Regions from separate parts of the Mus musculus genome. Here region 1 is linked to region 2. A link is a contact called in public Hi-C data. All regions are on one chromosome and are shown on one strand. Each heading gives the region's core, a stretch centred on a gene start, on an enhancer-like site or on the middle of the called end of the contact. The rest is flanking DNA. Distances are from core to core; before and after follow the strand shown. Region 1 overlaps Dab1 (disabled 1). Region 2 has its middle 35 kb from the start of Gm25877.

What was found. A called contact is a pair of places that touch in the nucleus more often than the background predicts.
Region 1: a Hi-C map of cortical neurons shows a contact between it and region 2, with 1.6 times the contacts expected there. The contact joins two enhancer-like sites.

Annotation. Positions count from the first base shown.
Region 1 is chr4:103,879,275-103,886,282 of GRCm38.p6, forward strand. All of the region lies in intron 1 of Dab1 (disabled 1), which reads left to right. Among named protein-coding and RNA genes, the nearest start is that of Gm36661, 140 kb to the right of the region's middle. Within about 2 kb of position 2,572, at least 26 of the 459 cell types and tissues checked have an H3K27ac peak or open chromatin away from gene starts, as enhancers often do. A contact at or near this core is called in cortical neurons, where this site is marked.
Region 2 is chr4:103,547,640-103,554,951 of GRCm38.p6, forward strand. No RefSeq gene overlaps it. Among named protein-coding and RNA genes, the nearest start is that of Gm25877, 35 kb to the right of the region's middle. Within about 2 kb of position 5,767, at least 8 of the 459 cell types and tissues checked have an H3K27ac peak or open chromatin away from gene starts, as enhancers often do. A contact at or near this core is called in cortical neurons, where this site is marked.

The DNA.
Region 1 (7,008 bases), core at 1,322-3,821, 330 kb after region 2:
TACTAAGTGCTAAGTGTGGAACAGAGCCTGAGAATACGATTTTTAGCTTTCAAGAAGTTAGCAAATGTGCAGGAGAGAAATGAGAATGAGGCTTCTTGGTGATGTTTACACTGTTACCCATAATCCTCACAGAGAAGGGCGTGCAGGTGGCTTCATGACACTGCTTCAGAGAGGCCTTCTGGGCCTTTCCTGAATGACTCACCTGGAGTGCATGTTCATGTCGCCTGAATCTTTTCCTTCATGTACCATGTCTAGCTGGCTGTGTGTGATAATCACATCAATATCTATTTGGTTCCCCAACTCTCAGACCTCTTTAAGGCCACTCTGTTCAGCACCCAGCCACTATGTGATAATCCAACAATATTTATATTGTGCATGCCCTTGAAGAATCAAAATAATCATCATCATAATGACTAACACTTATTAGGAATCATCAGAGTCCAGGCAGGTGCAGTGACAACCCATCTCTAGATACACATTCAATGCTCTCAACAGAACTGCAGCTCAGTGCTGTGAAGAGCCCAGCCAGGAATAGTAAGTGGCTTGTGATTATCTAGATAATTTCCAAGCCACTCTCTGAGAGGACACAGCAGGTTGAGCTTGTGAGTATATATATTTAAATCCAAGTCCTATGGACTCCCATGTCCTGTGAGCCCAGCTTTGATAGCAAACACATCTTTCCTGTCTGAGTGCTGTTTGTTATGGAACTGTGACATGCTCGCTTGCATAGATAGTTTATTGAATGTGGAGGTTTGCAGAAGTGACTCTTGAAAATATGTAGGTACCCAATGTCTCAGTGTGGTGGGAGGGAAGGAATCCTTTGGTTAGAGAAAATGTTGAAATGGGTAAGTCATAACACAGGAAGGCCATGGGTCAAAAGTCAGTTAGAGGTCTATGAAATATTTCTGGGGTGAAATTTTTCCATAGCATTTTGCAAAAACTATTATGTATATGAGAGGGTGTGTGATGATAAATTCCCTTTTTGTGATTTTCCTTCATTTTCTGGACTATGGACCCTTCTTCAGCAAAGGAAAATAGAAGAAATTTTGATATACTGACTTGTGTATAAAATTCCCCTCTGTATCTGTGGAAGATTGGTTCTAGTCCCTTTAAATATTAAAACATTGGATGCTTTAAGTATCTATATTAGGGGCATAATAGTATATATGTGTGTGTGTGTGCCTATATGCCCACATTTTACATATATATATATATATATATATATATATATATATATATATATATATACATATATATCTGATTATCTCTGCATTATATATAATGCTTAATGCAATCTTAATTTAGTAAATGATCGTTGTATGATATAAATGTTGGGAAAATAGCAAAAAAAAAGGTCTGTATAAAATAATGGATGATCAAATATGATCAAATATGTGAATAAAGAACCTGCAGATGTGAAGGGCTGTCTCTCTAAATATCAGAATATACATATATGGATATTGTACACACACACACACACACACACACACACACACACACACACACACACTTTTACCTTGAGTTTTGCCAGTTCATCTATGTTGAACTTCTTCTCTATGAACACAATATCTGTTTGCACATCTGAGTCTCTGGATCCCCTGGAACACCTGAAGGTCCAGTCTGGAGTCTGTTCATTTAGGCTGAGATCACATACAGCTCTTGAGAAAGGTTTGCAGTAAGTGAAGGAATTGCCCACATATTACAAGGCAGAGGTTGTCTAACCTAGGCTTCCTAACCAGCCCTCAAGGGTCTCCCTATCTAAAATCTACCATATCTCTCCCTTTCCCCTCTCTAAGTCACTCGATACTGTGCCATGTTAATTTCCTTTAAGTTTTTAACTTGTACATTTGTGGGATATAATGTGATGTGCCTATATGCCCACATGTTATATAACCAATTAAATCAAAGCAGTTGCCATAGCTATTGTCTCTAATGTTTATCACATAGACAGAGATTAGCAAAGTGATTAACAGAAGGTAGAGTGGAGACAGGAAAGAGACAAGGTCAAGACTAGTCAACACACTATCAAAATTATGAGACAAGGAAGGACACCATTGAGTGCTCTATCGTGAAACAGGGTACCTGTCCTTATCAGTAATGCATCATATATTTCCAAAGGCTGAAAGTAGAGTTTGAATGTTCTGTCTTTTGCACTCCAGTATTTCCTCATATTTTGCACTGTTGAATTTCTCTGTTTGTGGCTTTGCTTTTCCCTCTTTCTGGGTGATGGGCTCATTTGAGAAAGTGGAAAGCTGGGTGTACCAATTGTGTACTGTGTAGTACCATATGAGGGCCAGCACACACATGAGTTCATTTGCCCTCCATAAGAATTCTTGTCTGTCTTTTATGTGACACAAAAGTTAAGCTCAGAGAGAGAAATATGCTGAGCATAGGCACACAGCTAGAACAAGACAGAGCTTCAAGCTAGGCACCAAGGACCCTAAAGCTGTGATGTGCCCATTACCTCCCTGGTCTCAGCCCAGACTTCCTCTGCCAGACAACCTCCTCCCCTTGCACATGCCTTCCCTGTGGCAGGACCTTGTGGCAGTAAGCCCGGGTAGTGTGGAGTGCTGCAGCAAACATGCGCTCTGGCAGCTTTGAATGCTGCACAAGGTATGCCAGGAAGAGGGGGAACAGTTGGTGAACAGTTGGCGAATGGATATTTTTATGCAAGGGTTGCCTAGAGAGAGGGAGAAAAAGAGTCAGGGAAAAAAAACTGTTTATAAAGAAGCTACAATTAATAAGGTCTTTGTTAGCTTTTTGGATTTAGATTTTCAAGTCCATTGCTTTGGGTTTGAAAAGAAACAGAAAGGCCCCCACAGAGCCAAGCCCCTCAGTTTCCAGAGCATGAAGGCATTTAGGAAACTGATTCAAGCCTGAGTGTGCATTGAAGGTTTTAATTATTCAGCAAAGAGTCCAAAGATGGTCTAAATTCCTTTGGACAGTTTCTTATCAGGGTTGTTTATTTTGTAGGACACTTGGTATGTGGGCTTAAAAATCCTCAGAATGACAAAAGAAAGAAGGAAGGGGAGAAAGAGACAGGGGTTAAAAAGCCCCAACCTTTCAAGGACTCCTGAGAGATGCTAATGGCCTATGGCTCCACAGCCCCTTCCAAAGCTTTGCTGTTCTCATCTATGAAATAGCAGTCATCAAAGTGAGTAATTTCATGTGTGTGAAAATATCTTATGAACCATAAAACATATTGTTGGTCTTTCTAGAACATTCTAGTTCCCTTACCACTTTTTGTATATAAATTCATTCCTCAAGCATTTAATATCCATATTGTAACACAGATTTTAATGTCATACATTAGTGCCTAGAATATGCTAAAAACTATAGTTTGCTATAATTGGCCCTTTGACAGTATAAAGTAGATATTTTTTCTCCCCTTTCATTTCCATGTCTGTTTGAGAGCTCACAAAAATGAAGGGGTCTAAACCAAAGTCAATAAGAGGGAGAATCAGGACTGAGAGATAACCACTGGGCTTCAATATCACTTCCTGCCCACTAGAGTCAGAATCTCCATAGCCATCTCTACAGTTTGCACAAAGATGGGTATTTGGTTATGCTAAAATTTGTACCCTACCCACATGTTAATAATGATGTCTTAACCCCTAGGATCTCAGAATGTGATCTTATTCAGAGACTGAGTCCTCATAGACCTCATTCCCTGTATTAATTTAATCAGATTTAAGTTGTAGTCCAACATGATTTTAGTATCCTCATGTTAAGGGGACACTTGACATAGTGACAAGCATTGACAGATAGAAGATGAAAGAAAATAACAATTTATAGCCCAAAGCCTGAGGCAGATCCTCCTCTAATGAGTCTTAGAAAAATACCAACCCTATAAAGTTCTTGATGCCATACTTCCGGCCTCTAGAACCAGAAGAGAATGCAGGTGTTTGTTTCAGCAACCCAGTGGTAGTGCTTTGTGATAACATCTTTAGCAAATAAATACATAATACTGCCTTCTTTTATCCATAGACAACAGAAGAAACAGAGATAGACGTGTCTTGCTCATGTTGAAAAATATATAGCCCAAGGCCATGCTGAGATCACCACCACATTCCCTGTGGTGGCTGGAAAGCTTTGGGGACAAGCTCATTTTTCAGCTTTGCTCACTGCTATGTCCCAAGCACTCAAAGTATCAAAGTAGCACTTACTCAGTGAAAGAATACATTAGCTTTCCTTTTACTAACTACCCAAGGTATCACAACTATGGTTAAAATATATCATGTTGGAGTAAGAGTCCCAACAGTTGCATAGCTCACAGGGGTTGTCACAACAAAGAACATTAGACTCTGTATCCATAAACCTTCCTAGTAAGACAAGTAATTATGAGCAAGTCTCCAACTAAACTTGGAAATTTTGTTTTATGGATTCTGGGGTACAGAATGCCAAGATCCTAATTCTTTTCTGCCTGGAACCTGTTGACTTCTCTTCCTTCTTCTCTGGCTCCCATGCAGCAATATCATCAGGTGGTCTTTTCTACCCAGAGTTCCCACACACACACCTACCTTCCTTTCTTTCTTTCTTTCTTTCTTTCTTTCTTTCTTTCTTTCTTTCTTTCTTTCTTTCTTTCTTCCTTCCTTCCTTCCTTCCTTCCTTCCTTCCTTCCTTCCTTTCTTTCTTTCTTTCTTTCTTTCTTTCTTTCTTTCTTTCTTTCTTTCTTTCTTTCTTTCTTTCCTTCTGCCTGCCTGCCTGCCTGCCTTTCCTTCCTTCCTTTCCTTCCTTTCCTTCCTTCCTTTCCTACCTTCTCCCTTCCTCCCTCCTTTCCTCCCTCCCTCCCTCCCTCCCTCCCTCCCTTCCTTCCTCCCTTCCTTCCTTTCTTTCCTTTTTTTAAAAGCAGGTTATTTCTCATTTTCTGAAGCTAAACTCTAGAGTGTTCTTGGGTTCTGCGATTTTGTGTATGCTCACTCCTTTGGGAGGCTGATCCCGTCTACTGTCTTTAAATACTATCTAAGTGTTGACAATACTCAAATTGGTATCTTCTGCCTAGATTTCTGTGCTGAATTAGACATTTCTATATCTTAAAAACCTGCTTAACATATCCACTCAGATATCTAGTATATATGTCAAAGTCAATATGTTCAAAACTGAACTCTTAGTTTCTCCTCTCACCCCCAACAAAATATAGCTCCATCTGAATTCTCCACACTAATGAAGAGTTTTATTCCTGCTTTCACCCTAGAATCTGGCTTGACTCCTCTCCTTCTTTCACACCTAACATCCAGCTAACCCTGTAGTGTTGACTCTTTTTGCCTGGATGATGGCACTGGGCTTCTTCACTGGCCTTTCTGAACCAGCTCATGGACAAGGATGCACTGATGCAAAGGCTGGTGACTTAGCAGAGAGCAGAACTGAAAGCCATGCCTTGTGAAGAAGTACAGGGGACCGAGTGGTGATCTCAGTATGACATTTGCCAACACCGGCAAGTCACTTTGGCCTCTTCCTATACTGATGTCTATGGATGAAAAAGGGGTCTGGAATATGTATGTATTTCCTAAGTATGTTTTCCCAAAGCTCTACCACCTGGGTGGCTGAAACAAAGCCCATACATTCCCTCATGATTCTAGAAGCCAGAAGTGTGACATGGAGAAGATGGCAGTGTTGGTTTCTTTTAAGACCCAGGAGAGAAGGAACTGCCCCAGGTTTGGGCCTGTAAATTGTCACTATCTTTTGTCTTCTATCTGTGCATGTCTGTTTCTTTGTCCTTCACCCTGGGACAGTCCCTTCTGATTACATTTTTATTCTGGGTAACCCTGTCCAGGAATATAAGTCTAATCACAAAGTTTCCCAAACACCCTTTGACACATGAACTGCTTTCTGCCCTCTGACTGCATACCTGTTATTTCCCCATTCACTGGATTGATTTCTTTTTCTTCATAATATTTATGATCATGTCCATTAACAAAAGTGTTCAGCAGACACAAGGTTTTTCTGATTGAACAGTCCTAGTTGGATTCTTTGTCTAACTAAATTCTATACTATCTCTAGTCTAGATCTTCCCAAAAGAGTAATAACTATACGTCACATTGCCTAGCTGGGCATTAACACATTGCCTTCATTTGCATTGACTTCCTCTTAGGAGAAGACTAATCCCCCTGGTGTGTTGCAAGTGCTTTTGTGCCTCTTGTGTCTTTTGGTCAAACTTTGTCAGCAAGAATCTAACCTCATTCATAGTCACGGGTAGGTAAAGATGCTACAGTCCCTTCTGTACTTTATTATCTGTCTCTACACCATGGAATTCTTCATGGCCCCATTAAAATAGGTTCACTGTCAACCTTTCATCACCTGGATCTCCCCAGTTGTCTGGCTTGTATGAAGCACCTCACTGGCTTCTTGTATCTAAAGGCTTTCTGGATGAAGCTCCAAACAGGAGAGAAAGAATTTTTTGCCTGGCCCCTTCCCTGTGAGGTCACTCTGGGCTGGGTTGAATTTGGCCCAACCCACAAGAACTTGTTCTCATCCAGGCTCTCTCCTATCTCTTCACTTCCAGCACGGAGGGTGCCAGGATGTACCTCTTAAGACTCTGTTCCCCGGCCTACACCTTTGTAATCAGTAATACTATTAACTGAATGTGCCACCAGTTTGTTGGGACCCAGGTACACATATCTATCGGTTGAACTATAGTATATTTAACCTGTAGTCATCAGGATGGATATATTCCCTTCCTTTATCACAAATGAGCCTTTTCCTCTTCAGTACTGCACAACTGAAACAAGACAAAGCATATCTTGAAGATAAGCTTCTAGGCCAACACGGCTCCCCTACTATCTATCGTATCTTATGCATTTTTAGGTATTGATGTGTTGATCCAGGAGTTTCAAACTCTTGGACTTACCTGGGACTATATCTCAGCAGAGAAACACATGTATAGCAACACGTAGCACTGAGTTCAACCCCTGGCACGTCAAACACTTTGACTCAAGTGTTAGCCTGCCTCCAACTCCTGAGAAACTAGGACTGCAGATATTCACTCTGTGCCTGGATCTCAGGTATTTC
Region 2 (7,312 bases), core at 4,517-7,016:
AGTTGGAGTCATGACCTGGGAAAGAGTCTTGCTAAGATCTTGAGTTTAATTAGGATAAATACTAAGAGTTTAAAAAGAGCAACAAGTAATAAATAAATTTGGCACCACACTCGGTGGGAGCCAAGCAGTATTCTAAGTGCAATGTATGTGTGAAGTCCTTTAGTCACTGTGCTGGCTAATTTTATGTCACCTTGATACAAGACATAGTCATTTTGGAAGGAGGAATCTCATTTGAGAAAATTCTCCCATCACATTGGTCTGTGGGTAAGCCTGTGGTGTATTTTCTTGATAGATGATGCATATGGAATGGCCGAGTCCACAATGAGTGGTGTTACTCATAGGCAGGTGATCCTGGACGCTACATAAAGGCAGGTAGAGGAAGCCATGAGGAGCAAGTTAGTAAACAGCATGGCCCGATGGCTTCTGCATCAGTTCTTACCTCCAGGTCCCTTCCTTGATTTCCTGTCCTGACTTCCTTCAATGATGAGCCATGATTTGAAAGTATAAGTGAAATAAATAAACCCTTTCCTCCCCATGTTGCCTTTTGGTCATGGTGCTTTATCACAGCGATAGAAACTAAAGACAGTCGCCACAAGAGTGTTATTGTATAGATAGCACTGCCAACAGTATTTTGCAAAATGAAGAACAGAGGACAGAGCAGCCAAATGATTTGCCCAAGATCATACACATGGTAAGTCATGTCAGAACTGCTTCTTTGGGTGGTGCAGCTTCCTTGAGCTACCTTCTTTCTTAGACCTCTGTTCAAAACAGGTGTTTCCTTATGCAGTAGTGTATTGATCTCATTTATAAGCATACTGTTTTTTTCAGATCATGTTAATGGGGAGCTATGTGTCTAAGTAGAACATTTGATGGCTTCCTTTGTCCCATACTCTTCTTGGGCTAGATGCTAATGATCTCATATTAGTAAGCCACACAGGGGATTGTATCCCTAACTTGCCACCTAATTGTAAATGAATTTCCTGACCTCTGTGTTTCAGATTCTTTTTCTAAAAAATGGGTCTAATACGAGAGGCCAATTTATAATGTTTCTGTGAAAATTAAATGAAATTTCATCAATCTCTCAGCTCAGCAGGAAGGAGATGTTAATATAGAGTTAGCTGTGGAAGAAATTCATTGTAGGCAATACCTATGAAAGTCTCCGAGGAAAGGGAGCACAACAGTCACTAGCAACACGTCAGACAATGAGGGACATCTGGAACATGTAGGAGGATGGGGAGGGAAGGCTCAAGGCCTGAGTTTGCTCTAAGAAGGTCTCAGCAGGCCAATGGGACGCTTGTCTAGGAAGGAATACTGCATTGAACAGAGATGGCCAGGCTGTGGTGCTCACACCTGTCTCTGGTTGCAACTACTGGAGGGTAGTACATACCATCACAGCTACCAAAGGTCTTAGCTCCTGTCTGCCTCAGGCAAACACGGAGTAAGTGTTAGATACTGACACCGTTATGATTTTAATTAGGAGCCTAAGGAATGGAAACAAGTGTCGCTATGCCCTACAATACAGTTAGCTGTGTGCCTGCCTATATCTAAGAGAACTCCATTACTTGACACTTATTAAACAGGCAAGACAGATGTTATTTGAGCCCTTGTAGTAGAAGAGACAAGCTTCATTGTAGAACTGGGCTCAACTCTGAATATAGCAAAGACAGCTTGAGATTTTTAACCATTTGGCAGATAGAGGAGGCCTGCAGATGGAGTTTGATTGAGCAAAAGAAATACGGGACACTTGCCGTCTTAGTTGCTTTTCTGTTTCTGTGACAAAATACCCTGGCAAAAGCAATTTAAAGACAGAAGGGCTTATTTTGACTCACAGTTCTAGGGTACATCCCAGTCATAGTGGAGACATCATGACAGCTAGAGAATTGAGGCAGGTGGTCATAGGGTGTCCATCGTCAGGAAGCAGGAGACAACGAAGGCTGCTGCCCATCTAGCTCTCTCCTTTTCGTGGAGTCCAGATCCAGGCCTAGGGAATGGTGCCATCACTTTTAGTGTGGGCCTCCCAACCATTGTTAACTTCATCAAGTGTGCTTAACGTACTTGGAAGCACGTCCCCTATGAGGGTCCAGTTGATAGCCAACACTAACTAACTAAACTGGCTCACTATGAATTTTTCTGTAGAAAATCCAAGGGCAAAAGTTTGGCCAAGGACAATGTTTTTGTCATCTTTCCTAGATGATACCTTAGCAGGACTCATGGATGGGCTCCCCTCCAGTCTTTCTCTCTGTCTGATATGCTTCATGGCTCAGAGAAAAGGCCAATGATCATTTGGGTGACTATCAGGGCATATGAGGACTGGCCTTTCTAAGCAGGACCTAATAGTCAGACTCAGCGCCTGAGTACCCATATACCACCTGCAGACACCCTGTCAATGTCTCCTGGGCCTCTTTTAAATTAAATCAACCCCTGAGCTCTAGGCAGAACATATGGGCAGTCTGTAAATAGGGTCCTTCTACATATAAGTGCCTAAACAGACATCAGAAATGGCATGTTAGGCAAAGGCATTGTTGAGTCAAGAGAGACCAAGGCTCTAACTCCAGAAGTCTTGATTCCAAATTTAACTTCTATTTATTAAATAGTTCAGACTTTTAAAATATCTACATACAGTGTATTTTTCTATAATGTCCCATGTGAACCAAAAAGTCCTTTGCGTCCCTCAAAATTCCTTTGAATGGGATTTATGGTATCACAGTTTTATTCTCAATAAATTGTCTACATTAATTTGTATTAAAATTTGTATTAAACACACACACCTTTATCTCTATATCTATCTATTTCTAGCTAATCTCTATCTGTATCTCTCTCCCTCACTATCTTTATCCCTATTCCTATCTCTACCCCTACTGCTATCTCTATCTCTACCCCATCCCTATCCATATCTATATCTGCCCCACCTTATATTTTGAGATACAGACTTTAGAAGGGGCATTTGTCATTCTCAAGGTCAAATAATGGATTGAAGACTTTAAACACTAACCTTTAGCATATTTCTTTCTTTTTCTACACCATCTATTTCTTCATCTGCCTCTTCATCATCCTCTCCATTCTTTCCTAATGGATGGATCATGATCAGTGGAGTGTCATTTGATTTCCTTGATGTAAATTGACATGAGGGTAGAGACAAACTATTTTAAATCAGGTCCTATAAATAACTAAGATGTTGGAGAGAATCAGTATTTGTACTTTTCCTGCTGTCTGCCAGTCGAGTAGCTTGCTTATTTACTGCTCTGCAGTGTGAGCTCTCTACTGCTTTGGAGTTGGGAACTTTGAAGTTCATTACCTCTCCAGGCAGCTCAAGGCTGGCCCTGTCCACCTGCATCTACATCTCTTATGATGCCCCAGAACATTTATTATAGCAATCAATAACATACTTGGATAAATTATAGGGCCTTGATCATCATGGAGAAAGAAGCTCATTGCAGAGTAATATCAATTTCATTTGATTCTAGAATCAACACATGGATTCTAGAATAAGGCAGATAACAAGAGACAGAAGAAAGTAAAGGCCTTGGACTTGAAAGACCTTGATTTGAAGATAGGATTAGAGGCTACATAGCCTAGAAGAAGTTATTCAACCTGCTACTCTTTATTAAGATCCTTGTTTATAAATATCAAGGGAGGGTTGGAAGTAAGAATGTTGCTCAAAGAATGAGAAGTTCTACAGGCTCTGTGGGTTAACTTACTACTATTATTTTGTGAAATAAACTTGGTTTTAAACTGTCCTCTAAATTAATTTCATCAGTGTCGCCCTCAAACCTGATCAGAGAAGTTTCTTTGTGCAGTGGATGGTGGTGAGTGCAGAAACTCACACGTTGTCAAAGGACAGAGAATATGTGTGTGTGGAGTGCTTAGCCACAATAGAACACCTGTATCACACCTTTCGCCTCAAGGCCCAGGGACCATTGGGAAAGAGGGGGCAGAAAGATTATCAGAGCCAAAGGTCAGAGAGGACCAGAGTACAGCCATGTGTTCTGGATCAGCAGAGCTTATGAAGTTACAGCAGCCAAGGAAAAGACCAGCTCAGGTTCAGGCAGTCAACACTCTAGCAGGGAGGTTGAAGGGGATTATACTCTACCACCCAGGCTGAGGGGATTAACTGACAGTTGAAGGCATCTCAGGTAGGGAGAGTCAGTTTTCCTTTATGTGTGGCCCTTGGTAGGTTGGCTGTGCTTCAGTGGATGGCTCCACACTCATGAGTATATATGGGCAGCAGGAATCAGCCTTTATGGGACAGGAAAAAGAAGAAAGGGGAGAAAAAGGAGAGCATGAAGGTGGGAGGGTGTAGGGAAGTGCAGGGTAGATATGGGAGGAGTTGGGGGATTGAAATACATTACATGCATGTATAGAATTCTCAATGAATTAGTGAAAAATGCTTAAAAATTAAGACCGAGGAGCTCAAGAAACAGGCTCGGGGAGAGGGGATCTGTCAAAAGACTAAAGAAGCATCCACAAGCCATTGCCTAATCCACTGCCATCCTCTCTGGGAACAATACTCACAAGACTGATTGCATATGAATATTGACACATATACTTGCTTAGGATAACATTATATCAGATCTTTACGATCCCTACCAGGAAACAAACTTCAAGTGTCTCTGAGATGAAACTCTTTTTTTCTTTATCCCTTTCCACCTTCTTCAGCTCAGTTCTAGTCTTTCCCACCCATACCACACTTACTCATTCATTCCCCCAACTACAGCCTCCTAACGGCAACCTTATATGTTGTCACAGAGCTGATGCCCATAAAAGCTTGCAATACAGAGGAAGGGCTAGATGTTTGTGGTTTTTCCCTTTTCAGGCAGATCTGCCAGACCGTGATCTCATAGAAACTTCTATTAACTCATAATGAGTAGCTCTTGCCTTTCATAAGTGGTAAGATGTGTATGTCCTGTGGACCACATCCAAATGATCTGGAAATTTCTACAGATTGTCAGCTAAAATCTGCAAGTAGACTAAATGCCAGGTTGCTGAGCCCTGCAAGGGGAATTTGAGGACAATATACAAATAAGTACGGGGACTCCTTCGTGGTTGCCAGGGAACTAGCTGCAGAGTGCATACGCTGGGCTCTCTCTCCTGCTTGACACCAGATATACTATGAAAGCTGGGAGCTTACCTAAGCCTACAGATGAAGGAAAGTTATTTTAGGCATGGGAAGAGAAGATGGAAATAAGTTAACTGGTTCAAAGCCTTTGATTAACAGTTGGCTGTGATGTCAGGCATCATGGCTCTACTGCCCTGGAATTTGCCTCTATAGAGACTCAGTGAAAGACCATTAGCTCCATCCAAAGGAATGAAAAACCATTTAGAGGTTTCAATGAAAGGGCGTGTGTAATCCTTTGTGAGGTCAGGCCTTTCCACCCTTGGTTTTGCTCTGTGGACTGGGTGCTCTACAGACATGCATAGAATGCCGAGTTTCCCTCTGGAGGACCACTGTTAGAATGGTGTGCCATGTGTTCAGTGGACAGCTACGCATTGCAGGATGGATCTTCCCTGCGGAGCTAGAGTCTTTCATCATTTAATGCTCTCCGCGTGCCCTCCTGTATCCCCAGCGTCCATTATCACAGCCTGTTAGCCCATGTCCTTCTCTTGGGTGGCCCACCCAGCTGTATGCTTCCCACTACCCCTTCCTCAGGACTTTCGATTCATCAGTGCTGTTTCAGCTCCCACAGACACTCACAGAAACCACACCCCACCTCAGAATGCTGTTTGATGCTTGCCAGGATCTGCATATGCTTCTCTCTCCATCTGGAAAATTTTTCTCCGCTCCCCTCTCTCTGGCTAACTTTCCAGCATCTCTTATGAATTAGCTCTGGCCTGAGGGAAGGACGTCAGCTGTGTGATTGATTCACCAGTGCAACCCAAGCTCCAGCATGCTACTTGGAAGGCAGCATAAACCAAGAGATCCTACTTGTCTGCAGGAACAAGTCAGTCTCTTCTGGGCAACATGGTTGTTGATAACCACCTCCTGGATCCCTTGCTGGGAGGGGTCTGCATCTGAGCCCATGGTTTTCCTCTATGTCCTGTATCCTACCTCTAGATTCTAAGCTTCTTAAGCATAGAGGCCATGCTCACTCATCTTTTAGGTCGTTGGTGTCTAGCATAGGCCCCCCGATGCAGTGGATACTAAATCAGTGCTGAATAATAAACAATGGGACTGAAGTAGATGGTTTCTGCTCTCAGACACTGCCTCATTGTGAGTGATTTTTTTCTCTTCCCCTTTCACTGGGCAAGGAAGTCTCTCTGCATCTACAGATCGACTACAGCAACTCAATGAAGAGTTATTACTTGATCTGTAAAACAAGATAGCTTTGTAAGAAAGGGGTGACCTTGGGAATGGTAGTTCTTCAAAATCCAGCCTTCTAATCTGACAAATGGGCATTAAAAAGTCTCGAGTGTTATCTCATGGCTGGGCATTATGGATATTTGACAAGGACTCAGGTTATCTAGTTAATAGGGAGATGGCCTTGGGAATTAAAAGTGAGGGAGTGGGTCAAGCAAGGCAGAGAAAAGATTTAATAAAAGGCTTCTATGGACAAGATGGGCCTAACCCTGCTAGAGGCCCTCGGAGGAACCTTGCCTTACTGTCTAGAGATGGGCTGGAAGCTTGACAGCTGTCCTCCTCCCCTCCTGGCTTAACTTTGGTCCTGGGGGATTGACTTCCCCTTTGTTCTATAACTAAGCAAACACTGCTTTCCTCTCTCAACCCTGGGATAATGGAGGAACAGCCCAGCAGAGAAAAAGCATCACACATAGACTTGGGATATTCTTAGTATGCTGGAAAATGAAGGCTAGAGCTGCAGGTCGGCTCCAAGGTGGACCACAGAGGAAAGGACTGTCTGTAGAGAGTGTATCTGTCTGCCAAATGGCCCATCCTATCAAACGGTTTCCTTAGAAAGTAAGATGATTCGTTAGCCTAACATGTGATAGAATACCAGGGATATGAAGTATGACATTGCCTTACATTTCAGCAATGCCCCATCCCCCTACCAAAGAAACTTCCTACCCCTTCTAGCCCTGTCTTTCAGCCTCTGTCCTCCCATAGCAGACTGCTGCTGTTGAATTAGCCTCATCAAACCCAGCTTGCTTTGTTCCTGAAGGATCCTGGAGGAGCCCACAGAGCTCTGGTGACGCTCATTATTTCTCCACGAGAATCGGAGACCTCCAGTAATGAGGGCTCACTCTGGCATGTCTTTTTTTTTCCTGTCAGAGAGCCAGTGCCGCTTTTCCCACCCTGTCACCAACTTGAGGAAGGCCTGACCATGGAGGGGGTGCATGGGAGAGCTGATTTTTTCTCCTG